3 separate regions of the Mus musculus genome follow, and regions 1 and 3 are each linked to region 2. Evidence: chromatin contacts called from public Hi-C and HiChIP or PLAC-seq data. All regions are on one chromosome and are shown on one strand. The core of a region is the stretch at or near the end of the contact, and the rest is flanking DNA. Distances in the headings are between cores, read along the strand shown. Region 1 has its middle 52 kb from the start of Gm30999. Region 2 overlaps Fancc (Fanconi anemia, complementation group C). Region 3 has its middle 21 kb from the start of Gm30999.

The links. Hi-C and Micro-C count contacts between places; a contact is called where the count stands out from the background. HiChIP or PLAC-seq counts read pairs in DNA pulled down with a chosen protein or histone mark.
Region 1: a contact with region 2 is called in an H3K27ac HiChIP or PLAC-seq map of embryonic stem cells, with 4 times the contacts expected there. The contact joins two enhancer-like sites. A contact is called at or near these places in 2 of 39 promoter capture datasets (cranial neural crest and second pharyngeal arch cranial neural crest), 1 of 484 Hi-C or Micro-C datasets (the N1E-115 cell line) and 1 of 115 datasets of contacts at active chromatin or transcription factors (embryonic stem cells).
Region 3: a Hi-C map of stem cell-derived neural stem cells shows a contact between it and region 2, with 3 times the contacts expected there. The contact joins two enhancer-like sites. A contact is called at or near these places in 16 of 39 promoter capture datasets (the 3T3-L1 cell line, 3T3-L1-derived adipocytes, the C10 cell line and 10 more), 3 of 15 datasets of contacts at CTCF or cohesin (the NIH/3T3 cell line, large pre-B cells and pro-B cells), 52 of 484 Hi-C or Micro-C datasets (the 3T3-L1 cell line, 3T3-L1-derived adipocytes, B cells and 30 more), 4 of 115 datasets of contacts at active chromatin or transcription factors (T-cell acute lymphoblastic leukemia, astrocytes, embryonic basal ganglia and 1 more) and 2 of 9 other capture datasets (embryonic stem cells and liver).

The regions. Positions count from the first base shown.
Region 1 is chr13:64,001,961-64,006,033 of GRCm38.p6, reverse strand. No RefSeq gene overlaps it. Among named protein-coding and RNA genes, the nearest start is that of Gm30999, 52 kb to the left of the region's middle. Within about 2 kb of position 2,308, at least 74 of the 459 cell types and tissues checked have an H3K27ac peak or open chromatin away from gene starts, as enhancers often do. A contact at or near this core is called in embryonic stem cells, where this site is marked.
Region 2 is chr13:63,328,038-63,332,010 of GRCm38.p6, reverse strand. Fancc (Fanconi anemia, complementation group C) reads left to right here. Exons shown (of 15, transcript NM_007985.3): 9 at 118-170; 10 at 1,391-1,490. Among named protein-coding and RNA genes, the nearest start is that of Mir3074-1, 29 kb to the right of the region's middle. Within about 2 kb of position 1,365, at least 55 of the 459 cell types and tissues checked have an H3K27ac peak or open chromatin away from gene starts, as enhancers often do. A contact at or near this core is called in differentiating embryonic stem cells, embryonic stem cells and stem cell-derived neural stem cells, where this site is marked.
Region 3 is chr13:64,033,683-64,037,321 of GRCm38.p6, reverse strand. No RefSeq gene overlaps it. Among named protein-coding and RNA genes, the nearest start is that of Gm30999, 21 kb to the left of the region's middle. Within about 2 kb of position 2,046, at least 35 of the 459 cell types and tissues checked have an H3K27ac peak or open chromatin away from gene starts, as enhancers often do. A contact at or near this core is called in differentiating embryonic stem cells and stem cell-derived neural stem cells, where this site is marked.

The sequences.
Region 1 (4,073 bases), core at 1,059-3,558, 670 kb before region 2:
CCTACTGATATCTCACTCCCATCTATCTCATCCTCTCTTCTTCCTATCCCCACTTCTACTCCTTTCCCTTTTTTTCTCCCTTGTATTATGAAAACTTTTCAAATGTGATGAGAATTTTTTTTTCCTCAGCTACCTGTCTAAATTTATCTCACATACTCGGTTCCTTTTGTAGAAAAGAGATAATGATGGAATAGCGCTCCTTTATAAACGTTCCATGCATGCCATGGTAAAGCATCCTTTATACTTTCTGGCTGTCTAGTTGCCCAAACAAATTGACCTATGCACCTTGGAGACCGAACACCAAGGCTATGAACCCTGGAGTAGCTTGGCCTAAATCCAGGTGGGAAATGACTGAAATATTGTGGCCAACTGAGCCTAAACTTTATTCTTCCTAGACCATACCTGGTACCTCCCAGGTGATACCATGGACTGTGTCATTTTCCTGTGTTTTCCTTAGCCCATTGCACCCGTGTCTGTGGAGCACTGTGTCTGTGGGGCATTGTGTTTGTGGAGTACTGAGTCTGGCGATCAGTTTATCTCTGGCCTCATCCTTTTTCTCATTTGCATGTTTCCTCCTGCCCTGTCTCTTCATGGCTTTAGTCAAAATATACTGCAGAGGAGGCTCTGAAGATGGATCCAGACATTAGAGCATATACAGAGCTTCCAACAGTAGAAACTCAGATGTCTCATTAGGGGACACATGGATGTCTCCAGGTCATTGAGTGGGGTGTCAGGGCCAGTTCCTAAACACTCATCACTAATGATGTCAGAGCTTGTGTTCAGGGCTCCAACTGAAGGGTGATTTCAGCATCAGGTATACTAGCAGTTGGAACCGCAGCCATCTTCCAGCTTAAGGTTTAGAATTTCTGTTTTAGCAGAGGAGAGGCATGTGTGTTTCCCACAAGATGTTTTACATGTTGAAGTTGAGTGTTCTTGAGAAACGGGCTTTGCACTGGTGGATGACTGGGGGGTTCCAGAGCAATGTGACTGCTCTATGAGAAATACAATGTGAATACAGGGTCTTGTACTTCATCAGAACCCACACAATGCACAACGTCCTGAGTGATCCTTGTTGAGCTGGTGATACGGGGTAAAGATAGCATACTGCTGTGTGCTCTCATGAGAGGTAATGATAGCATACTGCTGTGGGGTCTTAATGGTAACAAATGCCCAACATTGGGTAGGAGGCGGGTGGTGGGGAATTGCATGTGTTAAGGCAAGGATATGTGGGGACTCTATGCTAAATTCCTTTATGTCATAAACTTAAAACTGTTCTAACATAAAATTTGTTAACAAAACACAATTAACCCTCAGAGAATGAAAAATTGTCTTTAAGACAAATTTCTCTCAATCTGTGTATTACATATGACCATCATATTTGGGAAATTATTGGAGGAATTTGGATATTGGTCTGACATTGAAATCAGCCTGGCAAAAATGAAGATATTCTAAAGAGACTTTTGTCTTTCAATCTGACCATCAGATAATTGAGACGATGTATCCCACAGAGGTGGGAATTTCTCCCGGCTCTCATGTAGGGAGAAGGAAAAGGCACTAGCTGAAGGGTGAGCTTGACTCCCAGAAAGAGTTCTCACAACTTGTCAGACCACATATCAGACACTGGTGGGTCAGTGGTGAGTCAGACCTCACATTGACTGGACTGCTGAGATGTGCACATCCTTGGCTCTTTATTTATATGTTGATCTCACTTCTGGATCCCAAATATGTACTTTATGGGTTTGCTGGATCTTTGTCCCTTTGCTGAATAAATCTCTGTTCTCTGCTTTGCTTTTTTAAATTTGGCTTTTTTGAAAAGTATGGCTTACTAAGAATGACTGGTCAGACTTGGGGTGTGGGTTGTAACTCCCAAGTCCAAAACCAACACTACTTTTGAAGACACAGCTGACCATATGGTTAGCCATGCTGCTTAGAAGCAAAGGATTAATGGCTCCCGGAGTGTGCACGTGGCCAAGGGGACACAGGAAAAACCCAAACAAATGGAAAACAACTAAATGCTCAATCTCCCTCAACTTTGCAATCACAAATACGATAAAAATCTGGTCAGTAATTGCCGATTTAAGACATTGCTCATCTGGTAGGAAAACACATGGATACAGGACATGCTGAACAAACACCGATGCTAACGAGGGCCTTGTTTGACTTTATTTCAGTGAGGTCTGAGGTTTCCCAAATCACCTGTGTGTTTCTGGGTGACCTGTGGGGTTTGGGATCAGGATATAAGTTGCTGACTGGTGAGCCCCACACAGACACCTCAGCCCTGTTCTCTGTCTGCACTTTGGAAAGGATTTTTGGACGCCCATCTGGGTCCTCCACAAACAGTCCCTGCCTGTTTGCTTTTCTAGTGACCTTCTGGTTATTCAAGTCTTTCTTTTCCTTCTGAGAGAGAAGGCTTAACTTTTTCTTTTCTTTCTTTTTTCTTTTTCTTTTTCTTTTTCTTTTCTTCCTTTCTTTCTTTTCTTTTTTTTTGTGTTATGATATGCTTTTCTTTATTACCGTTGCAGCTGAGAGGAATAAAAACTCTAAAGACAAAACAAAAGAAAGCAGAGCCCAGGAGAAAGCCCGAGGAGGAGGCAACTTTTGCCTGTTGGTGTGTCTGGGTGCGGCTGGCAACACACACATTCCTGGGCAGCTGTGGTGCTTGAAAACACAGGCTGTCATTTCCCCTGCATGGAGGCATAAACCTCCCAGCCATGTGGGTGGTCTCTGTGAAGACACAGCGTCTGTCCCATTCAGGAACAGCCCTCACTCCACGGAGAGGCCCCATGGCAGGCAGGATGTTTGCTGTTTAAATAAATAAACTGATCAGAGGCTTGCTGGCTGTGAAGGCTCCCTGCCCTCCCTTCCACAAGACAGGTCCTAAGGCAGAGAAAAGGCCCACCAACAGAAAGGAGCCACCAACGCCACCCACTGTGGCTCACCCTCCTCCTCCTGGTCCCTGACCAAATGGTGCCAGGCAGCCAGCAGTTGTGGTCAGCACTTGGCGATTGGAGGCAGCTGAGTGTGTCACTCTAGCTGCTGTAACCAGGGTCTTCTTAGAAATGCCAGTAAACAGGGGGAAACCCCCTCAGGACTCCACTGCCCTCCGATTTTGCCTAGGTGCTTTGTCCCTTGTCCCCTTTGTAGTAGGGAAGTTGAGGAGCTTGTCTGGTCTTTTCACCGGCTTCCCTTCCAGCCTACCTATTGATCAAAATCTTCCAAGAATCTCAGTCTTCACTATTCCAGCTTTAGCTCCAAAAGGAAACCTTGTTAGAAACCCAAATCCTGTCAGAAACCAGCTCTGGGACAGGCTCGAGTACTCAGAGTCACCTGTCTTTCTGGAGTCTCTGCACACAATGCTGAGTAGCTGGACTGTGCACATTTGAGAGCGGGAGTCTGTGGGCTTTATGCACCAGGGTCTTCCTAGATGCCTGGTGCCTGTCCAGGGTGCTCAATAACTGTTTATAGATGAACAGAGGAAGAGGACAGACATGGGAGAGATAACACGAGTGATTGGCCTTTGTCCTCTCATTCTTTTCTAACATTTTCTCTACCCTGCCCCATGCAGCCCCTCAGGGCTGTTGCTGAACAGCAGTGGGTCTTTGCTACTGATAGATGAGTAAGTGTCTCTCCTGCTGTGATGAGTTCTAGCGAGACAAAGATCAAAAGTAAAAAAATGTTGGCATCTTAACTCCACATAATCGAAGTAATTAAAACCAGAATCTGTGTTTTGAAGTTGTATCAGTTGAAGTTGGTATGTGCTAAGAGGGAATGGGTTCCTGGACAATCCAGCAGGGTGTGTGTGTGTGCGTGTGTGCGTGTGTGTGTGTGTGTGTGTGTGTCTTTTCCATAATTGCTTCGCATGGATTGTGAGATTTGGTCCTTGTGACAGAGTCTCTCTTGGATTAGGAAGCTATTCGCAGAACCATCGGGGTGGGCATCTTGCAGAGGAGAAGAATAAATATAGTCATTTTCCATCTCAGACCGAGTTGCCCTGTATTCTGTTTAATAAAAGACAAAGGACGTCTGCTGGGGGCAGGCGGTGTCCCTGACTATTCTGCAGACAAGGGATGGAG
Region 2 (3,973 bases), core at 116-2,615:
ATGGAATGTGTCACTTTTCTGGAGCAGCCCCAAACTTCTCGTTTGCCTAATAATCCAAAGTTGTTATTGATAGGTTCCTCTTGTATTTCTCTGTTTCATGGTCTTTTCTTTTTATAGCCTCAAGCAGCCTGCCAACCTGCCATCTTCAGAATTGTTGATGAAATGTTCAGGTAAATATACTGTCTTTGGGAACAGTTGGTCTCTGGCTGGTGTGGGAACGTAGAGGTTTGCGCTCTTGGTAGTTAGGGGTGAAAACTCAGAAGTTGCTGTGCATTGAAAAGACAGCCTCCGGAGTGTGGTGGCATTCTTTAACCTGTTTATACTCAAATGAGGTAGAGAAGTGGGATTCATTTGGGTACTGAAATATCCATGCAGCGTTTGTCCCAGCTCCAAGTAAAGATGCAGTACAGCCCTTCACCACATGAGGGCTGGCTGGGCTTTGTCACAGACCTAAAGAAAGCCAAAAGGCACAAAACTATTTTGAACAGAAAGAACTCTCTGAAAGACAGAGGAAACGCCACATTTCAGCAGAATGGTGTTTTTATTTGAAAGACTAGGTCCTAGGAACTTGTGCTTTGTTTAAAGGACCAGTAACAAGAAGTGTGTAACACACCAGTTGGCTCTGCTCCGAAGTCATGAGAGTTGGCACCTATGGATTCCTATAGATACACTAAGGTCAGAGGTGTTGGACCCAGGAGCTAGTTACGGAAGGTTGTGAGCTGCCTGATACGGATGCTGGCAATGGAATTCAAGTGGTCTGAAAAACCAGCAAGTGCTCTTAACCACTGAGCCATTTCTCCAGACCTAGAAAAGGAGTGTTTGTTTGTTTGTTTGTGGCCTTAAACTCAGAGACCCACCTGCCTCTGCCTCTGCCTCCTGAATGCTGGGATTAAAGGCAAGCGCCATCAAGCCCCAACACAGGAAAGGAATTTTTACAACCAATACCTTACCATTTGTGTTGCTCTTGAAACATACCAACTCTTAACTTAAATGGCCACAGGTATAAGAAGACATGTTATTGTTTTTGTTTCGGGATAATCAAGTTTGAGATTTCTTTCTTTAAACAAAAAGAAAAGTTAGTTGTGTAAAAGGGCACGGAAACTAAACCAAGGACATCTAATTCCACAGCCCCACTCTGGTGATTCTGACTGTGTGTGTTGGAATCTCCACTCTCCAGGCAGCTCTGTCCTCACTGGTAAAAGCAGAACACTTGTTGCTAGCACTGTCTGGTTTGTGAACACCGAAGTACCCATGGGAAGGCCATATGAGAGAGGCTGGAAGGGTGGCTGCTCCCTCCTGCCTTCACTCAGGAGCTGCAGTCTGATGAACTAATGGGCTTGCATTGTGTGTGGAGCAGCAGGGTGCTGTCACCTCCCTTTGCTTTGTTCAGGTTTGTGCTGCTGGAAACTGACGGAGCCCCAGAAGTACTAGCTGCTCTTCAGGTTTTCACATCGTGCTTGGTAGAAGCTCTGAAAAAAGAAAACAAGCAGGTACCTCACCCGGGGGATGCTGCTTAGTCACTTCAGAGTGAAGCCGGCTACTGCTGCTACAGGCATTTGGTAACGAGCTGAAAGGATCTTTATTTTTCTGGTGTTGGAGACCACCCACAGCCTCACACGTGTTAGGCGCATGCTCTGACACTGGCTACGCTCCCAGCCTTGTTTTCAGAAATGTTAGTGGAGTCTTGTTCACAAAGAAAGCTTCCAAAAGACCACTCCTGTGGAGATGAAACATTTTCACTAAAAATAACTTAGGAGTTTGTCTTTCTTCCCCATGCCCTGTTCCTAGAACCATCTGCCCACTGCTGTGCCTGAGTGTGGCTTCACATTGGCCAGCTCTCTAGGGGGAGAATTCCCCCTGGCCCTCTGTGTTTGTCCTTCTGTTTGCATTTGGCCTTGTGGCCAATAAGAGACATGGAGTCTACCCAGGATGTACTATAGGAATGGCACACTGGGCGCTCTCAGTGATCACTGTCTTTATTCCCAGCAGAGCTTCAGGAGACAGGGGGATGGGAAAAGGAAGGCATTTGAAGAATGAGTGGAGGTTAGATGCCTCCAGTAGACCAGAGGACTCTAGGTTCCCATCAGCAGAGGTTGGACAGCAACTGCAAGGGCAAAATACACAGGAGCTTCTCCTATCTACAGCTTTGGCTGCTGTAACCAATGGCCACAGGGCTAATGCTTATGTGATGCTTGCCTCCTCAGAGTAGTACTGTTCTAGACACCTTTCTTGTGGGTTGTGGCCTCATTCCCTGTGATGCTGTCTGCCATTTGACTAAGGGCAGAGCTCAGGTGCTCAACCTACTAAAATCCTACTCAGCCCAAGGCTGTAGAGGTCTCTCGGGTTTTAGCAGGGGTTTCTGCTTTCTAGGGCAACTATAAACCTGCATGGTTTATTCTTACCATCCCTCTTTCCCTGGAGAAGTTAAATAGATGGAGCATACGCAGCCTGGCATCTGGGAGGAAACCTCGGCCAATGCACTGGCTGGTACTCACTGTTGTGAGCACAGCTGTAAGCGTATGCTGTCCTCTCTCACATACTCTTGGTTCCCCAGGGAGCAAACGGCCTTCAACTAACATCATCCTTGGATTCCCAGGATGCCCAAGTTGGGACTGAGGACAGGAGGAAGCTTTTTCCTCAGCTTGACTTGAGTGTTGTTCCGGGTTTGCCCTAAGTCTCTGCTGGTCTTGGTACTGGAGTAACGGTGCCTTTAGTTTAGGATAGTGTCTGCTGACCACATGTGTCTAGGGGTGAGAGTGACACACACTGGGCCCTGGCTTGAGGCAAGATAAGGATTCAGCTGCCTTTAACTCTACACAGGGGAGCAGCCGTCTCCTGACTTTGCAAAGCCTTCACATCCACATGTAATAATTTATTTTGTCATCCTGATGCTGCCCCTGACAACCTACCTACTGAACTGTGTATGACTGGCTCACTCCCCCTGACTCAGGTGCACACTTTATGCCCGGTCATGATGCTGTCCTGCTTAGTCCATGCTGACCCTCTCTCCTTTGCTTCACTTATTGATAATAACATACATGGCAGTGAAGCCACCTTCAGACGATACTTGAGCCACTGGTGGTGCTGACTCTTGTGTGCCCCTCTTCTGCCTGCCTCAGTAAACACACGCTGAGGTTGCATTCCTGACTCCTGTTTCTCCAAAATACATTGATTAGCCACACGGGACAGCAAAAGGGTTCTGGCTGGGGTCGTGTCTGCCCTTTATGAGACACACAGAAGCACATAGGATCCCTGGGCCTAGTTTCCCTGCTCGGTTAGGCTGTGGTGAGAGGTGGCTTTGTGGCAGTCTGCTACATAAATGGAGCACAATATAACCATTTTCTGGTTCCTGGCATTTGGGCTATTTGTATATTTGCTGTCTGTTATAAACATGTTATGGTGAATATTTGTGGGATAGCAAGAGTCACCTTGTATCTGTTTATAAGGTACAGAATTCAGTCTCACCAGTCCAACCATGTTGATTGCCAAGTATGGTGCTCTCTTAACCCACTCACGTCCCATAGTCAGGGATTATCGGGCATGCTTCTGTCTTCTCACCACACTTCCACGTGGGCAGCATGAGATAGCACTGCCAATGTGCCCTGCTCAGCAGCAGTCAAGGGCTTGAGCTCATTTTCTCAGTTTGTGCAGTTCTAGACACAGTACAGGCAGCCACAGGCCAGGATGGGGTTCAGCAGCTGAACAGACCAACAGTGGATTGTGCTGAGTCCCCTGTAGATGGAGTTTTCACATGGGACAGAGTATTTTTAAAAGAGTCTGACAAAGCTGACAAGAACAAGAGGGGCTTTAGCATAGGAACTCTGCCCACTTCTCACTAAGGCCTTGGGGACAGTAGGGCAAGGGACCACCACTCAAGGTGGTTCCAGGACTTCTGAGGTAGGTAACATAGTCCAGTGAAGGAAAGAAGCAGATGGGACAACCAAAAACCATGTTAAAAGATAGATCATTCCCA
Region 3 (3,639 bases), core at 797-3,296, 700 kb before region 2:
CCAGAAGGAGAAAGGACTCTCCAGAGGCCAGAGCTGGGCTCAGCTGAAGGACAGAATCTGTCTTTGACTTCTGCCAGTCCTCATTGCTGAGAGCAGTCTAGTCTAGGCCTCGAGCTATGCCCAGACAGTACTAGGGTGTCTCTGTGCCTCACACCCAAAATGCAGTGGTGAGATTTCAGAGCCTGACTGGGCTGGATTGAAGAGCAGTGGAAGGGAATGGGGCTTTTGGAGACACTCCCTCTATTTTCTAAACATTTGTTTATTGAGTGTGCACGCACAAACATGCAGAAGCCAAAAGAGAACTTTTGGGACTTCTACCATGTGGGTTCTGGGAACTGAATTCAGGTGGTCAGACTTGGTGCAAGCACCTTTACCCACTAAACGAGAAAAATCCCAATGAAACCAGGCAGTCACTCTTGTTCTCAGTCCTTCTCGTTGTAGTTATTAGCACCATGTGTGCAGCTTTTGCACAAGTCCCGTCTCATAGGCAGCACAGGTTTTAATTCTTTGCCTCCTTTGCTTCTGGATCAGCCTTTCAGGATTACCCAGCATCACAGACTAGACTTTCCAAGCCTAAACACCAAGACGAAAACCCCCTAGAGCTCCTCGACCAGAATCGCCTTCCTGGATCACCAGATGCCCAGAATCCACCTCCCACCGACATTCCAGGAAGGCAGACTTTAGAGTTCAATCTCCACATTGTTTAAGGAGCAGAGGAGGTAGAGTGAGGACCCCTGGTGAGAACCTGTCCCTGAAGTATCAGGCCGTTGTCTTCTACTGACCACCAGAGGGCAGTGTTGCACTGTGCGAACGCTAGACTGAGCGCCATGCACCAAGCACTCTAGAGGATTAAAAGTTCAAATTTATCCTTGGCTACTAATCATATTTGAGGCCAGCCTGGGCTACTTGAGACCCTGTCTCAAAACAAAACAAAAAACTGTTGAGAGGGTTGTGAGTTTGATTATGGGCATCATTGTTAGGTCAGTCTCTCTAGGGTCAGACAAGGATGCCTAACCTTCATCCTGTTTTTAGAGGGGCATGTCACAGGCCCTGTGTGGACAGTTTCAGCATAAATTATGATCATCCCTCAGTGCTGGCAAGAGAGTCATCCACGGGCTGGCACTCCACCTCAGGCCTCAAATAAAAATCTGAGTGTACTTTGCCCCTCATAAAAAGTGTGATGTGCACCCCACCATCCCTAAGTAGCTCAGCGTGAATATAATAGCCAAATGTTGCCTAAAAAGTTGTTATGTTGGATTTTCAGAAACTAAAGTATACATATTAAAACATATGCCATTTTGAGGGTTTTTGTTTGTTTTGTTTTGTCTTGTTTTGGTTTTATACAGGGCTCTAACGAAGCCCAGGCTGGCCTCAAACTTGCTGACTATCTAAGGATGGCTTTGAACTTATGATCTTCCTAAACCTTCCTCCTTAGTGTTGGTACTTCAGGTGTGTACTCCATGCTGTTTAAGTGGTGCTGGGGTCAAACCACAAGGCTTGGTGTCTGCTAAGCACACACCCCAACAACTGAGTTCCATCTGCAGTCCCAAATGTGAAATTTTTGATCCTTGGCTAGTTAGGCCTGTAGAATGGAGCCCATAGCAGTGGAGGGCGACTATGGTCAGGTTGGAGGGATGCCCACATCACTCTAGTAATTTAGTTTTAGAGAGTCTGTGGGGTTTTGTTGTTGCTGCTACTATTGTTGGTTTGTTCCTCCGTAAGAAGCTAACTTCAAAGGCTTGCCCATCCCAGCAGGCACTGCTCAGTTCTGGTAAATTCAGACATACTTCTAATGTTTACCCTGCCCCGGACATGGTGTGTTCACTAGTAGCTTTTGTAGCATAGTTTTGCTTTGTTTTTTGTTTTTTTGCTAATGGAGATTGAAATTCTGCCACAGTTCTGTGTAGATGCAACCCCAAACCTGTCAGTCTGCCGGAGACTTTTTGTCCCTGACCTCCTGGCCTCTCAGAGAAGGACACAAACAATGCTTTCCCTCTGGGGGGGATCCATCCTGGGGCAGCGCAGACCCAGGGTGGGTGGCCAGCCGCAGCTTCCCTCTGAAGGGAAGCACGTGCAGTCCTGGCTTCTGTCGACTCAGCTCTGGGAGCACCACCTCCTCTCAGCGAGCTTGGGGGCCTTGGCTGCTGGGGATGACCTGCAGGCCTTATCAGTGTTTATCTTTCAGCAAAATCCCAGAGGTGGCTGATCGTGGTGTCTGGGACTCTGACAGCTTGGAGGGCAGGCAACTATGCTTTTTCCCTTACACTCTCCCGACCCCCCAACTCCCTCACTGTAGCAGGCTCTGCACGATGGCAGAACTAGCCCATGAACTGTTAAGAGGGCTGTGGCTATAGCCACATTTTCTTTCTAAAAACCAGAAATTTTTGGAGGACTGAAGAAATGTCTCATTGGCTAAGAGTGCTTGTTGCTCTTCTAAAAGAACCAGGTTCTGTTCCCAGAACCTATGTCTGGCAGCTCACAACTACCTGTAGTTTCAATTCCAGAGGATTCTACGTCCTATCTGACTTCTGTGAGTAAACATGCATGCTTGTGGACATGCAGTGTAAACAAGAATAAATGAGGTTCAAGCTAGCCACCCTTGTCTAGAACACTCCACAAGCTTTTCCATGGGTTCCAGATGAAGTTCTCTTCTTTGCCCTTGTCCTCTCTTCCCTCTGTGATCCGAATGGACTTTCTGACTTATGTAACTCCCCTATGACTTCAGTGCAAGAAGCTTGGGAGTGTGTGGACATCGCTGAACAAAGGAGACAATCGCACTGAGTATATGCTGGACTTCCACACTTGAGCAACACTGTCCCTCACAGATTCGCTTCCATCAGTCATCCCTCTCCAAGGGCACTGGCCCTGGTGTACTTCAGGGACCTGCACATTTTCACCTTAGGGCCTTTGTATCTGCTTATTATTTTACCTGGAACACTCCTGTCCCAAATTCACATGGCAGCCACTACTTGTCATTCAGGTCTCAGCTCACAGACTCTTAAAAAAACCACTTTTTTCCTGGGTATCCCAGGAGGCGCTGGGTTCTCTCCTACATCACGATTCCATTTCTTTCAGAGCTTGTGCCATTTTCTGAAAAAACTCTTGTTCCCACATTGGACAATTTCTTTACTCCTGATCCTCTGATTCCCAGACCAGCTATGATGTAAGAGACATCAATGTGAACTCTCTCAGTTGCCAGATTTCCCAGGGTTCAAAAGGCATTCGTATGACAGGATCACAGTACTACTTCATCCATTTCTCTCATTCGCTATGGCCAGATGCCTGGCAAGGCTCAACTTACAGGAGGAAGGCTTTATTTTAACCAGCAGCTAGAGAGAATCCCACCGTCAAGCCATAGCTGATCCCTCCACGACCACCTCCTCCAGCCAGGCTTAACCTCCTCAAGGTCCCGCAGCCTTCCAACACAGCACTGCCAACGAAGGGCCAGATTCTGGACCCTATGGGGATCATATTCGGATTCAAGCAACCACATGAACCAAGATAAGCAAGAGGGTGGAGAGATTAACCACAGCTGCTGTCACCCTGAAGCTGCTGTGGGTCCTACTGGTTGGGAGAACAGCATTTTCAGGTGTCCTCACTTGTCTGGAGGTAGGGTCGTAGGACGTGTGATTCAGGAAG